Regions from separate parts of the Sus scrofa genome. Here all the other regions are linked to region 1. Evidence: chromatin contacts called from public Hi-C and HiChIP or PLAC-seq data. All regions are on one chromosome and are shown on one strand. Each heading gives the region's core, a stretch centred on a gene start, on an enhancer-like site or on the middle of the called end of the contact. The rest is flanking DNA. Distances are from core to core; before and after follow the strand shown.

Region 1 (3,685 bases), core at 690-3,189:
ATTGTTATCTGCTATTCTCGATGGCTGGCTCCCTTGTTCGCCTCTGCAGCCCCCTTTTTCAGTCTAGCTCAGGGTCTGAGGATTTTCAGGCGAGGATTTCCATTGCAGAGGCTATTCTCACGTTAGTGGATCAAAAACTGTTTGCTCAGGCCAAAAAAGAGATTGGGAGATTGCTAGAGAGAGAGATGGCAAGTGGGGGGAGGAATTGCTGCAACAAGTTCCTTCCTCCTTAGTGGTCTGCCTACACCCAGACTGACTCCCGTATTTCCTTGAGCAGGTCAACATGAAAACTTCTTTCTTCCAGCCAAATGCATCCGATGGTATTTTAAAGTCATGTCTGAAAGCCTCTATCCACTACATATGCACACAGATACCCACAGAATAATAAAGCGTCAATGTTGGAAGAAATCATCCAGTGCAATCTCACTCAGCAGATAAGGAACCAGAGGCCTAGAATGGAGACGTGACTTGCCCAAGGTTACACAGCGAGTAGAATCCTAGTTTCTTTCTTTCTTTCTTTTTTTTTTTTTTTTTTTTGTCTTTTTGCCATTTCTTGGGCCGCTCCCACAGCATATGGAGGTTCCCAGGCTAGGGGTCTAATCGGAGCTGTAGCTCCCAGCCCACACCAGAGCCACAGCAACGCGGGATCCGAGCCGTGTCTGCAACCTACACCACAGTTCACGGCAACGCCGGATCGTTAACCCACTGAGCAAAGCCAGGGACCGAACCCGCAATCTCATGGTTCCTAGTCGGATTTGTTAACCACTGCGCCACGACGGGAACTCCCAGAATCCTAGTTTCTGACTCAACTCCACCAGCTGTGCAAATTCACCAGGACAACACAACCACCTTTGGAAAGAAGCAGCAACGTGGTTTTGGTTTAGTAAACTTTACCTAAAAAGGTTATTATCCACTCCTTGCAATGACACACTCCAGTGCATTCAAGTAACAAACTAGAAAACTCATTCAAATCAAGTCATTATTCCTTTAAACTAGGGAGCGCCACTAGCCTTGGCTACCGCCTCCCACTACCCTCCCAAATTAAAGCCACTCAAAAAAAAATCACAAAACCCTCAGCAGGGACATATACCCAAAATGGGAATTCTGTCCTACTGATTTAGAACACGGAGAACTACGAAAGTTGAAACGGCCCTCTTGAAAGATAATCCTCCCCATACCCCTCACTCCATTCTTCAGGAGTGGAGTGGAAAAGGTCTCCCTCCCCATTTGCAGGGCTCACTGCCCATACGGGGCAATGCGTGGAGCGACCAGGGCACTAAAGACAAAGTAGAGCTGAATAGTGAGAGGCTGACCCGTGATTGGAGTGGCCAGAGGAATGATGGAAGAGGATACTGGGATGAATGGCCTGGGACCGGGGTAGGCAGGGCGTAAGGGGGTCAGAGGGGACACCGAGGGTCAACGATGGTTGGAGTAGGTCACTAAGGGATCACGGCATACGCAGCAGAGGAGGTTAGGGGGTCAGAAGGTACCGAGACGGAAGTCTAAAGGGTCCCAATACGGAGGAGGTAAGAGGTCACTAGGAGCGGGGCCAGGACAGAGAAGGGCCGGGACAGAGAAGAGCAGGGAGGGTGTGCGCGCGCCGCGGACCTCCCACTGTTCCAGAAGACGAGCCATGTCCGCATCATTGTAGTCGCGAATATCCTTCTTCTTCTTCCGGGGAGGTGGAGTAGCCTCGCTGGGCGTTTTGGCTGGGCCCTCAGCGGCGAACGCCCTTGGCGGCAGCAGCACGAGAAGCAGCAGATCAGAGACACAGAGAAGGACCACGGCGGTGCGCGCCCAGGCGGAGGCCGCCATCTTCGCCGCGCAGCGCCGGGTAGCGAGGGCGGACCGGACCTGCGCGAGCCACCGGCCCCGCCCCAGGCCACCTCTCTCCTGGACCCGCCCCCTACCGTCGCCTGCGTCGGACCCCGCCCCGCCCTCAGCCCCGCCTCCCGGCCCTGAGTAGCCTACCAGGCCCCGCCCCGTCCCATTTCCTCCAGCCCCACCTCCGGGAGCCCCGCCCCTCCGCCATCTTGGCCCCGCCCTGCCCCTCGTGTCCAGCTGAGGCTTTCTGCCCGTCCTGGATCGGACCCGAGTGCTCTCGTTCATTTTCGGCCCAGCCCGAGGCCGAACTTTTTCTCTCCTACGGGTAGGCCAGGTCCAAAAGTTCCCTCACGGCCTCTTGGAATCCTCGAACGGCACCTCGCTAGGCCTGTGAAATGAATTAGAGCTGGAAGTTCTGGGAGCTGCCTTTGCTTTGAGAAAGCCGGTTTCACGGGGTCACACGTTTCCTCTTGGTCCCCTGCAACTTCCTTTGAGAACCACCAGTTAAAAAAAGGAGTGGCAGGTAGAGCATCTTTTTCAGACGATCATCAATAGCTCGGGCCCACTGCTTTGCTGCTCAGTGGGGATGATTCAGTTTGGCATTCAATATTACTGTCATCGCTTGAATTTGAAAAAGCTTTTTAAAAAAATGATTACTTTTCATCTGTAAAATAGCTTCGGTAATCTCTTCCGATTTTAGTCTTAGTCTAATACTGTCGGCTCTGACTAATCCTTTTCACGGATGAATCATTCTGTTTTTTGTTTCTTTCTTTAAAAGATTCTGGCCAGCGATGCTCTAAAATTCTAGGAGTTTTAGGGAGTTCGCTGCTGGTTCGGGTGGTTAAGGATCCTTCAGGTGTGGGTTCAACTTATGCATGTGCAGGCTCAGCCAAAAAAAAAAGTTCAACGAGTTTTAAATGGCTGATCTTTTGATTTCTTTTAAACTTTTAATTGAATAAGGCACTTAGTGTAGTTGTAAAATATTCCAACATTGTACAGTTTCAAACATTCTAACTATCCCACACCAACCAGTTATCAGTCTGTTGAATATCATATACATTTTACTATACATTTACAAACATCAAAATGTCTCTAGAAATGGCTTTGTTACATTTACATGTGTGTTTATGGCAGCACGCTGTCCAAATTGGTAAATGTATTGGCTCCTTAAAAGTGTTTTCCACTTACCAACATGAGATGATGAGCTTTCATTCTTTATATTGCAGATATAGTATGCTTTGGTATTAATATGCCAATAGTTTATTTCCCTATTACCCTTCTGATGGCCATTTATTACTAATTATTCTATTACCTAAAAAGGAAAAAAACAAACCACTGCAAACTTTATTCATGCCTTGTTTATGGGCTGAATTATATCCCCCCAAATTTTCTCTTTTTTTTTTTTTTTTTTTGTCTTTTTGCTATTTCTTGGGCCGCTCTCACAGCATATGGAGGTTCCCAGGCTAGGGGTCGAATCGGAGCTGTAGCCACCGGCCTACACCAGAGCCACAGCAACACGGGATCTGAGCCGCATCTGCAACCTACACCACAGCTCATGGCAACGCCAGATCGTTAACCCACTGAGCAAGGGCAGGGACCGAACCCGCAACCTTATGGTTCCTAGTCGGATTTGTTAACCACTGCGTCACGATGGGAACTCCGTATCCCCCCAAATTTTCTTATGATGAAGTCTTAACCCCCCCACCCTGCTCCACGGCCTCAGAATGTGACTGTATCTGGAGGTAGGGTCTTTAAAGAGGTAATTAACTTTTTTTTTTTTTTTGTCTTTTTGCCTAGTCTAGGGCCGCTCCCAAGGCATATGGAGGTTCCCAGGATAGGGGTCCAATCAAAGCTGTAGCCG
Region 2 (3,685 bases), core at 514-3,013, 510 kb before region 1:
TTGTTTGTTTGTTTATTTGTTTGCTTTTTAGGGCCACACCTGCAGCATATGGAAGTTCCCATGCTGGGGTCAAATCGGAGCTGCAGCTGCCAGCCTCCACCACAGCCACAGCAACGCCAGATCCTCAACCCACTGAGCGAGGCCAGGGATGGAACCCACATCCATCCTCATGGATACTAGTCGGGTTCATGGAGCCGTAACAGAAACTCGCTCCATAGTAATGTTTACATCTGACATTTTTACATGTTTTGCTGGAATTCTGTGATGGAGGCCACCGCCGTTCTAGAACAGCCACAACGGTGCTAACACGCCTCTGACCACAGCCCATACACTGAGGACCAAGGAGACCCTGATGGACAGCGCATTCAGCAAAAAACAGGCCACCCCAAGGTGGGGCCCCTGCTCCTGCACAGGGCATGTCTGTCCACACGCCCTGGTCACCGCCTCGCTGCTTTTCTTCCTCTCCGCGAGCAAATGTGGGGCGCAGTTGGAGACACACAGAGGGAGAGAAGGAGAGACAAAGTGGGGGGTGGAGGGAGAGGGGAAACAGGAGGAGGCACAGACCTTACACCCCCCACCCCCCCAGTCCCTGCCTAGGTCCTCCCACTCTGACCTGGTTATTTTGGCGGAGGGAACATGTCCCAGCTTCCCAGGATAACCACCCAGGCCGCCCCAGTGTCTCCGAGCCGAGTAGAACTGACCCCTCGTGGGGTTTGGATCCCCGGCCACATGCCTGGCCCGATGCCCTGGATCCTCTGGGCTGAATGTTCTTTCCACTCCCCGGACAGCCTTCCCCAGTCGGCGTCTTAGCCAGCTGCGTGCTCTGCTAGCAGTGGGGACACAAGGTGAAGGTTCAGAAGTTTCAGATTCTTTGAAAAGTGATTCCACATGTGTGAGAGAAAAGAGCAGAAGCAAGTCACCTGGACTGCATCTTTGTCAAGAATGCCCTGATCTCAGGGAGGGGATGGGGGGGGGGCACCCACAGGGCCCATGGATGCCTTTTTTTCCCTTTTTTTTTTTGCCTTTTTAGGGCCGCACCCACAGCATATGGAGGTTCCAAGGCTAGGGGTCGAATCAGATCTGCAGCTGCCAGCCTACACCACAGCCACAGCAACACCAGTTCCGAGCTGCATCTGCGACCTACATCACAGCTTATGGCAGCGCTGGATCCGTAACCCACTGAGCGAGGCCAGGGATTGAACCTGCGTCCTCATGGATGCTAGTCGGGTTCATTAACCGCTGAGCCATGAAGGGAACTCGCACATGGGTGCTTTTACAGTGACTGGGAAGTGGCTGTGATTAGATTAGACAGCGGCTGTGCCCCAGAGCCAGCCCTTAAGGAGGGAGGAGGGAGGCTGTGGTACCTGGATGTACCAGCACCTTCCCACTGCCTTGGAATCAAATGCTGGGCTTCTCAAATATCATTCTTGAGGCAGACGGTTTCCAAAGTGTGCACAGCCAGCAGACTGGTATTGCCCTCCGGTGTAACCCCACGGCTGCTGGACTGTGGTTAAATACAGTTCACAGCACATAAGCAGGTATTCGGCTGGGTTTGCATTTATGCCGTGATGTCGCTATAGCCCCAGCCGCCTGATCCAGGCTCTGAAGAAAGGACATTTGCCGGCACCCATGTCACTTCCCTTTTTGTCAGCAGATATTATGAGCTGGCCCGGGGTCACTCCTTTGCTGCTGCTCTAGAGCCAGCCTCACTGGCACGGCCTCACATCCTTTCTCATGAGAGCACAAGTGAATCGCTTGGTGACTCATCGTTGATGATGCATCATTATTATTATGACACAGTCACTGTAGGGCAGATTCACATCCCTCACTCTTAACCAGGGGCAGGCTCCGAAGTGACTTGCACAGCTTTTTATTCATGTAAATTGACGGGTAAAACGCATTTCAAACCACCGTTGGAGGACTCTTTTGTTATCCACTTATTGTACCGAATTCTTTAAGGTGAACACAACGGGACTTAAAAGTCATATTTTGATTTTTCCTTTTTATTATCCAGATGTTTCAGTGTAGTTGAGACACAGAAAAGACATAAAATAAGAGATGATTTACTCAGAGGTTTTATAGCAGAAGAAATAAACATAGCTATTGCGGTCATGTTCACAGCGGCGCATTTGCCGTGGTGGCAGAAGACCCGGAGGCAGCCTTTTGCAAGCACTCCTCCAAAAGCTCCTTTGTCCTCAGAAGCTGATTTTCTCTGTGTGGCCTGTGAGCAGTGAGCCTGCTTTGGGGGTCAAGTGAGTGACCCTGAGGATTTGTTATGTCCTGACTTCTCTCCTGAGTCCATCTCCATGTCACACTTTTCAGAAGGACGAGATGTGACTGCAGCATCTGCACAGCCGGGAAGGCACAGTTTTGTGGTCCCTAATTTTTCACAGACAAATCCTGCTACGTTTTCCACAGCCCCTAGAAAACTCTGGCTCCAGAGCCCAGCCATCCTCTCTTATACCCTCTGCTCAGGTGGGCTGACCTGGTCCCAGCTGGGACCAGTTGCCCTGTGCCTCACCTCCCCATCTGCCTGCTGCATGAGGACCGGGCACAGACCTGAGCTGTCCTTACGGAAACCACGGGGACCAACTATCTGTGTAGTTGGCCCGGGACTTTCCCAGGTTTAACACTGAGGTCCTCTACCTCACGAATCCCTCAGTCGGGGAAAATCAGGACGATTGGTCACCCTAAATGCCCCAAAGATCATGCAGGCTGAGGAGGAACCGCTGACTAATAAATGGCGTCTCGCAGGAGCCAGATTATCACACTCATATCAATTTGAGCTGAAAGGCATTTTAAAGATAACTGTACATCTCACACCCACTTGAGGTTTTGCTCAAGGCTTGCATAAATCCATTGGAATTTTGAAAATGCGATTTCTTTTTCTTCACATGCAACTGTTGACAGCCCAGGGTATTATTAAGCCTCGTGTCCACAGCAGAGTCGCTCTTACCCATGATGAACACTGGGTGGCAGTGTGGTTCTGCGGCTCCGCAAAGGCACAGTGCTCCCCGAGCAGACTCTTTGGTGCTTATCTCCCAGGTGTCATTTTCAGGAAAGGTGAGGCGGTGGCTTAGTAACTAAGCAGAAAACTGATGACTTGACTTCATTTAGAAATTCATGTGTTCAGCCCACATCTTCCCACAACACAGACAATTGTGCAGCTGCTGTCTGGTGCCTGGTCGCCCTGTCTGTATTGTAGGAGGTGCATGGTTGTCTCCCACTAATGGGCGGATGGTCTTTTAACTCTATTTTCCCTTTCTTGTCACTTTTCTTCCCTGCCTCCCCTTCTCTTTGTGCAGAGGTATTTTTGTTATCCTTGTGGCCATCTCTCTCAGTTATCTAACTCCATTTGTTCTTTCATTCCCAGCAGCTAGTTCGAGCCCCTGTGGAAATCAGGGATCCCAAACTGGCAGTGAATTTCATCAGGTCCTCCCCCACAGACTGATGCCCAGATGAGAATTCTGGCCACACTGCACATAAAACACTATTAAAAGGATAGCATTTTAAAGAAGAAAGTGTTCTTCTTCCCTGTGTAATACCAGTCCCCTGACCTAGGTCCCCCATGTTACTCCAAAGCCTAGAGAATATGCTGTATCTTATTAGGGGCTTCTCACAGGTGCTTATGCAGGAACGGTTCTTCCTGTACAGTGTGCGTGGCCTTTCCTGGTGGCCTGGGTGC
Region 3 (3,685 bases), core at 412-2,911, 400 kb before region 1:
TTTGCAGACAGACAGACTTCACCCTGAGTCCTACCTATGTGTGCCATACAGAGCACTGTCACCCTGGGCACATCACTGAAACTCCCTAAGCCTCAATTTCTTTATCTGCAAAAGGAGACGTTTGCAGAGATGTGAGAAACGTTGGTGGCATCCTGGCTCTGAGGATGGTGCTCAGATTTTAGAGGCCCTGAGACCAAAGATGATGCTGCCCTCGAGATGGAAATTGAAATAAAGCAGAACTGAAAATATGGAACGTTGTGATTTTTCTGTGAAACATTATATTCCTTAAATTTTTTTGAAATACCACGTTTCTGGAAAGTTATTTTTAGGCCTTCTGTTTCCTGGTATTAACACATATGAGCTTGGCTGGCCTCATGGACAAATCATGTGTTGCTGGTCTTAGTCCAGTGTTCGAACCTTGTTCTTCCCATATCATGGCCCTTAATTCCCATACTACAGTTGCTTGCTGGCCTGTCCATCTTCCCCTGGAGGCTGTCACCTCCCTGAGGTCGGGGACCACATGGGTTCTGATCTGTCATGCTCTCCCCGGTAGCTGGTATGGAGGTATTTCAGCACATTTCACTGAAGGAATGACTCCTCTGGGCTTAGTTCCAAATTCAGATTCACCAGGTCCTCCAACTGGGGTGCACTTCTAGGATGTTCTTTCTCCCTTGTGAGAGACACACACACCAGAGGCACCAGGTGAAAGGCATGGCAGGACCCGTCCATCATGTTCAGATTATGCATCTCTTTGCATGCTAAGAAAAAGAGTTTAGAAACAGAATTCAACATTGCGCCTCTCCAGGGTGGAGTTGGAACCCACACTGGGAGCTGTGAGAAGATAGATTTGGGCTGTTTGGGGGACAGACTTTTTCTCCTGTTTCTGTCTGCAAATGGAGCCAGCTGCCTGGAAAAGTAGCAAGCTCCCCAGGACATTGGGGGTGGGGGGGTGGGGTTGGGCAGAGACCAGCCAGTGACGCATTAGAGGAGATGGAGCAGCAGGATTGATCCAGCAGGGGAGCTGCGGACCGGCTCCCTCTGTGCACTCTGTTCCCAGGAGCTGCGAATAGTCAGTGGAAGGAATGCTCCAGTCCTCGGAGTTAGAAAATCTCTTCTTGCTCAGTCTTCACCACCGATCAGCCTGGTGGTTGTGTTGACATTCGGGTTTGTCCTGTGAGGACTTCTCTCCACACGCTGCCTTAGATGTGCTTGGGAGGGGCCGGTGTTGAACTTACGGACAGGACCAAGTGGGCTCCCTGGCTCTCTGGCTTCCAGTTGTCTGGCCAGTAGAGGGGACTGGCTGCAGACAGCCAGGGTAGAGGAGGCTGGGAAGGAGTGTGTGGCCGCTTCCCGAGGTTGGGCATGGACTGCGTCGCCATCAAACCAGGCTCCATCTGTCATCAGGCAGCCGATCCCGCTCGCCCCTTCAGCCGTGGGGAACGTGCGGCTCCCCCACTGCTGCTAGCCCAGGGTTCCTCAGCATCCATGCTCTTTCCCTTCCTGCCCACACCTGCTAAGTAACCCCTTCCCTACCCCCGCCTTCATCTCCCCTTCCGAGAGCAGCATCTATTCTCTGCCGCTCGTAGCCTCTCTGGGCCTCACTTTGCTCACGTGTAAAGGGAGCTGTACGATACCAGCAGGGCTGTGAGCTCACACGATGAGGCTTGCGTGAGTTGCAGGGAGTGCAGACTCCCAGCAGAGGGCAGGACAGAGGCACAGTGTATGCTGGCATCCTTCTCACCTTCCTCCTGGCTCGACCACACAGCTCCTTCCTGCATCCCCCAGACTCTCGCCATGATCACGGCGTACAGAACGTTTTGTGCTGAGCTTCTCCACATGCTCTTAGATCATCTTCAGGTGTTTCTAGATCATCTTCCTGGTAGCCCCTGTGGATGACCGTAGAGGGTTTACTCAGCAAATTAATATACGTAGGTGACAAAAGTCGCTCCCCTATGATGGCCATAGAGATGTGCGTGGATAGCTCTTCTTTCCTGCCCCTGAATCATTTCCTTAGCACAACCTCCAGCGGCAGGATGGCCACCTGGAAGGGTGTGACCGTCGCCATGCTTCCTAATGAGGTCGACAGTGCTTTCCAGGAAGATGGTGTCCACACACGCCTCTCCTGCAGAGTGGGGCCAGAGTAGTTTCGACACCAAGCTACCAGGCTAAGCAGATTTTTACCAACTTAGTAGGTGAAAAATTGTACTTTGAGGTTATTTTAATTTGCACTTATGTTGAATATTTTTATGGTGAAATGTTTCCCTAATGACTTGCTTATTATATGTATATACATATTATATGTATACATATTGCATATTACATGGTTGTTTGTTTATACTTGAATGGTCTCTTCATGTCCTCAATTTAAGGATTCATGGGCAGGAGGTCGGATTGAGATGGTTTTTGTCAGTAATTTGCCAGTAATTTTTTTGCCTGCCATTCTTTTTTTTTTTTTTTTTTTTTTCTGTCTTTTTAGGGCCGCTCCCGTGGCATATGGAGGTTCCCAGGCTAGAAGTCATATCATAGCTGTAGCCACTGGCCTAACACCACAGCCACAGCAACACCAGATCCGAGCTGCATCTGCAACCTATACCACAGCTCATGGCAATGCTGGATTCTTAACCCACTGAGCAAGGCCAGGGATCGAACCTGCATCCTCATGGATGCTAGTCAGACTCATTTCTGCTGCACCACAACAGGAACTCCTTGCCTGCCGTTCTTATTGGTATTTAGGGTTGAAGTCATCCTGCCTAATTTTTAGGCTCCGAGCTGCAGGTCTCACTGTACCTTAAAAGTAACCCAGTTTCCATAACTTTAAAACATAAAGAAGTCATCTCCTCAGGGTGTCTTTTCCTTTCCCAAGTCGAGCAGCCATGCAGAGAGCAGAACAAGGTCAGAAGTATTAGGTCAGATCCTGGCTCTGCCGTGTCACAGCCACTTACTGGTCAGCCAACTGGAACAACCACTTGGCCTCTTTAAATTCCAGTCTCTTAATTTTAGTGCCGGATAAAGTAACCGCTATGAAAATTTAGTGTGAAAGTTGAATGGAATGATGTCACGTCCTACCAGCTTACAGGAAAGCAAGTGTTAGCTGAAACCGCCAGCATCATTCGGCTTTGCTTCACCTTCATTTTTTTGTTTGTTTTTTTAATTTTCTAGTGTGATGTCTTTTACCCTGCATAAAGTGAAGTTCTAAGTCAAAACTTATTTCCTAAATATTGACAGCCTAAATTTAAAAAACAAAGCTTAAGAGTCTTCATGTGGGGCATTAAGAGAGAGAAAAAATAGAGCAAACTTAAATAAATAAAAAACGGAGACCAATTTAGAGATCCATTTAGTGATCCACTGTGTCTTTGGGGAGAGCAGGGAGAGTTCTAGCTCAGCCCTGTCTGTCTCCATCACTTCTGTTCTCTGTGACTCTCCGCTGACTTCTTGTTTCCTAGGCAACTTCAGCAGCAGCAGGCAGAGCTGGAAGTGCACCAGAGAGATGGGTTGTCGTCATATGACTTATCGCAGGTGAACTTCTGGAAAACTCTCTCCCAGTCGAAGCTGTCTCCAACCCAAGGCCTGGGGACTAAATTTAACCCTTAGTTAGAGGCCCTCAGCCCAAGAGATGCTGTGGCTCCCTCCCCCCACAGCATAAAGAACACTTTGGTCCCCAGGTGGGGGCGGGGGTCTGCTGGGG
Region 4 (3,685 bases), core at 581-3,080, 300 kb after region 1:
GAGAATCCTGCCTTTTTGGCCAGGACTCAGTTTATTATCATGGTCCATCAAGGGGCCATATTTCAAACTTGAGCCATGTGTCCAATCCAGGAACTGCTTCAGCATCCTCAGAGCTCACACAAAATTCACGTTCACTCTACACTCCTGCCTCCATCAGCAGCTGCTATATTCTCTCAGCTCTGTTCAGGGTGCCTCTCCCCTTCTCAGTCTCACTTTTTCCTACCTGTACCTGGGATGAGGCTGGGCTTGAGTGGCAAGCTTGTATTTCCTGGGTACCAGGGGGGTCACAGGATAGTCCCCTTGCCTAAAGGTTTCACTCACCCCCTCCAGAGGGACAGAGCCAGGTTACTGACTAGGAGTAACAACAGTGCTTGGAAAGACTTACATCAGTGATGCTTTCGATAATTTCAAAACCGGCCACATTCTCATCCCACTTATCTCGTAGGGTCCCAGCAAGTGGCTTTATGCAGTCCCACACCTGCTCTAGAGTCCCATTCACAATGCCTTCTCCTCGGTACCTGGAGCACAAAGAAGAATGTGTCCCCAAGGCATTAGTCAAACTTATCCTGGGATAACACAGAAAGACTAGAAGCCATCTCATCATCACTTTTTTAGACAGTCTTGCAAGAGAAGGGGCTGAGGTTTACCTGTCCTCCTCCCTCAGGCCTGCAGAAAAGGACAGACAATAAGCTTTCATAAGAAATACAGCTTGAGGAAAAGCAATTTAGTACAACATGGAAGCTTTTCTGGAAGATAACCGATAAGTTGATTCCAGGTGCTAGGGTGGACTGGGGTGTCTTGGGAAACAAACCCACAGAAACTGCAGGAAAGGGGTGGCACCTCTGACAAGCTTTGAACAAGGCATGCACTTACAGGTTCCCTGGAAACTCCACAGATGGCCTCCAGGAAACTGAAACTCCATTCTGTCAAAAGGCACAGAATCGCAGAATTTTAGAGCTAGAAGGGCTCTGGGAGATCACCTGGCCCAGTCCTGTTTCATGGAAGCAAAGTCTAGAGCCTCAGGAGATGCGAATCTCCAAGGAGACCCAAGTGATACGTGGCACCCTGGGGACCAGTCCTGGACAAAGCTGCCTCATAGGAGCACGAGATGGGTAAAGGGGGGGTCTTAAAGCTTGAAGAGCACTGGGGAGGGGGTGGTTTCAAACCACCTTAAAAGCCACCAGCATCTAGTTTCCTCGAGCAATTTAGGTCTGCTTGTTCAAAATCCTAAGTATTCGGTGAGTAGCACTATCCCCACGCCACCCTCCCGGAATCAAGAGAGGGCCGCAGGGTCTGAGGAACCGAGTAAGAGCTTGGGAGCCTGGTGCCTCGGGTTCCACTTCGAGCATTTACCAGCCAGGTGACCTTGGCCAAGTCTTTCAATGAGAGGGGCAGAAACTTACTTCCCGGCGTCATTGTGTACACAAAAGGCCCGATATATTTTTTAAGGGAACAACCCGCAGTGGAATCTCCTTCTCAATCTAGCTCAGGGGGGCGGGGAGGGGGGGTTGTATGCAAAAAACTACCGGGAGAGGAGGAGACTGGGGGCTTCTGAAACCCCGGCCCCAAGGAGCAGAGGTGCCCGGATCCCTTCCTGCCCAGCTTCTCACTCACGCCTTCCCGGCAAATCTTCCAGCCTGACTTGTCTTGCCGGTACTGGAGCATCTTCTCCGCTACCGCCTCGGTTATCTGCGCGGCCAGAGCCGGGTCCATTGCGACGAGAGCTGCGCGAGGCTGCGGAATCGCGGGTAGGGTGTGCGGGGATGGCCAGGTACCTGCCTCTGAAGCCAGGAAAACCCGGGCCCCAGGCGGAACCCAGAGCCCCGCCCATAACCCCGCCCCCGACCTAGGATTGGTCCGGGCCCTGTGACGGTTCCTGCCCGGCTCTGGGATTGGCAGGGCCGGAGATCGCCCGGCCGGGCACCAAGAGACACACAGCTGGCGGGGTGGGTCCGAGACACGCCCCTCACCGTCCTGCCCCGTCTGCCTCCAGCCTGTCCCGCCTCAGGGAGGGACGCTGGAGAGCGGGGACTCCAGAGGGCCGGCTGCTGAGAACAAAGTGGGCGGGCCAGATCAACGAGTACGTGATAGGCTTGTTTTAGGAATTTGCCTTGAATGCGCAGAGACTTTCTGCCTGGCGGGACGGTAGGAAGATTTGCATCACAAGTATCTTTCTAGGGCGGCTGTGGAGACCGGAAGCCCAGCTAGGCAGCATCAGCCTTAAGGGGAGAGACCGTGGTGACCTGTAGGGAGTGCGTGGTGGACGCGGCGAGAAGAGGACCTCTCGTAGTGTGTTTAGGAGATAGGATATAGAGATCTCCGTGCTAGACCGTGGAGGCTACGGGAGCAGGAAAGCATCCTGACTCCCACCTCCAGGCTTGAGCCACCGGTGGTTAGTTGAGATGGGGACGAGAGACAGGATTGAGGGGAAACATGATGAATTTAGTTCTGGGGAGACTCAGTTGCAGGTGCCTGAAAGACTTGTAAGTGATGTCCAGGAGACAGTGAGATACCCTAATATCTGGGAGAGCGCTGGCGTTTAGATAAGAGGTCGCTGAGCTCTGCGCATCTGGGTGGCTTCTATCTTGGGGAGTGAGTGGGGGTCACATCCCCCAGCCTCCTTTCCTCCTCTTCAGCGCTATAACCAGCTAAATATTTGAAAGGTCAACGGTGAAATCTGTATTTTCCGTATTGTGTTTATTGTTTCCTTTAAAGGTTTGAAAAAAAAAAGTAGTGTAAGGAAAATGACCACTTGAAACCTCTTTTTGGACGATTTGATGGGCTGACAGGTGTTAAGACGCCTGGATGGGACATTAGAGAATCCAAGTTCTAGACCTGGTTTCACCCACAACTCCGTGTGGTTTGGCCAAATCACTTAGCTGTTGTGCTTGGAGGCGAAATGGAACAATAATGAATGCCTCACTGTGCCATTGTGCTGGGCAAGGGAAGTAACGTGTGTGAACGTTCCTAGGAGACATTAGAGAAAAAGATCAATAACCAAGTTTAAAAAATTAAATACATCAAAATGTCACAAAACGTTAGAGCAGGGAGTTTTGTGGTGCAGGGTCCAGCGTTGTCACTGTAGTGGCTTGGGTCACTGCTGTGGCATGGGTTCAGTCCCTGGCCCAGGAAGTTCCACATGCCAAAGGCGTAGCGAAAAAAATACTAATAATGAATAAATAAATGAATAAAAGTCTGACCATAATTTGAGGGGGAAACTGGAGCATATTTTAACTAAAAGTAAGTTTTCTTAATGTACAACATGCTTTTACAAATCATTAAGGCATTTTCAAACAGCCCAACAGACGAAAAGAATGCATCAGATACGAACAGACACTTTGCAAAAAAATTAACATGACTAACAAAGGAATGAAAAGATGCAGAACTTCTCTCATAGTCAGAGAATTACAAGTGAAAAAAATTAAAACATTTTACTCCTATATGAGGGACAAGTCTGAAGAGGTTTGTTAATTCTCTGTGTTGGTGAGTGGAGAAACAGTTGTTTTTACACACTGGGTGAGCATGTAAATTTTTGCAACCTTCTGGGAGCAAAATAACATGGATGGAAATTTTAATTTACCTGTTTTTGACCCAGCCACTCCTGCATGAAGATGTGCTGGCCACCGGAAACAACCTATTATTTGCTAGTAGATTAAAGTTACAGGATATCCATGCAGTGGGTTAT

The links. A called contact is a pair of places that touch in the nucleus more often than the background predicts. HiChIP or PLAC-seq counts read pairs in DNA pulled down with a chosen protein or histone mark.
Region 2: a contact with region 1 is called in an H3K27ac HiChIP or PLAC-seq map of alveolar macrophages. The contact joins the enhancer-like site here to the promoter of MESDC2 in region 1. A contact is called at or near these places in 10 of 47 Hi-C or Micro-C datasets (embryonic fibroblasts, fetal skeletal muscle, liver and 6 more) and 2 of 2 datasets of contacts at active chromatin or transcription factors (alveolar macrophages and skeletal muscle).
Region 3: an H3K27ac HiChIP or PLAC-seq map of alveolar macrophages shows a contact between it and region 1. The contact joins the enhancer-like site here to the promoter of MESDC2 in region 1. A contact is called at or near these places in 13 of 47 Hi-C or Micro-C datasets (alveolar macrophages, embryonic fibroblasts, fetal heart ventricle and 7 more) and 2 of 2 datasets of contacts at active chromatin or transcription factors (alveolar macrophages and skeletal muscle).
Region 4: a contact with region 1 is called in a Hi-C map of liver, with 3 times the contacts expected there. The contact joins the promoter of STARD5 here to the promoter of MESDC2 in region 1. A contact is called at or near these places in 2 of 47 Hi-C or Micro-C datasets (alveolar macrophages and liver) and 1 of 2 datasets of contacts at active chromatin or transcription factors (alveolar macrophages).

The regions. Positions count from the first base shown.
Region 1 is chr7:49,815,786-49,819,470 of Sscrofa11.1, forward strand. It overlaps MESDC2 (LDLR chaperone MESD), which reads right to left and starts at 1,940. Exons shown (of 3, transcript XM_001928863.5): 1 at 1,609-1,940. The coding sequence starts at 1,815.
Region 2 is chr7:49,306,973-49,310,657 of Sscrofa11.1, forward strand. All of the region lies in intron 2 of ARNT2 (aryl hydrocarbon receptor nuclear translocator 2), which reads left to right. Among named protein-coding and RNA genes, the nearest start is that of ARNT2, 50 kb to the left of the region's middle. Within about 2 kb of position 1,764, at least 19 of the 83 cell types and tissues checked have an H3K27ac peak or open chromatin away from gene starts, as enhancers often do. A contact at or near this core is called in alveolar macrophages, embryonic fibroblasts, omental adipose tissue and 1 more, where this site is marked.
Region 3 is chr7:49,418,635-49,422,319 of Sscrofa11.1, forward strand. ARNT2 (aryl hydrocarbon receptor nuclear translocator 2) reads left to right here. Exons shown (of 19, transcript XM_021098859.1): 13 at 3,444-3,516. Among named protein-coding and RNA genes, the nearest start is that of ABHD17C, 120 kb to the right of the region's middle. Within about 2 kb of position 1,662, at least 8 of the 83 cell types and tissues checked have an H3K27ac peak or open chromatin away from gene starts, as enhancers often do. A contact at or near this core is called in alveolar macrophages, where this site is marked.
Region 4 is chr7:50,116,822-50,120,506 of Sscrofa11.1, forward strand. STARD5 (stAR-related lipid transfer protein 5) reads right to left here and starts at 1,831. Exons shown (of 6, transcript XM_003128449.4): 1 at 1,615-1,831; 2 at 874-923; 3 at 386-518. The coding sequence starts at 1,713.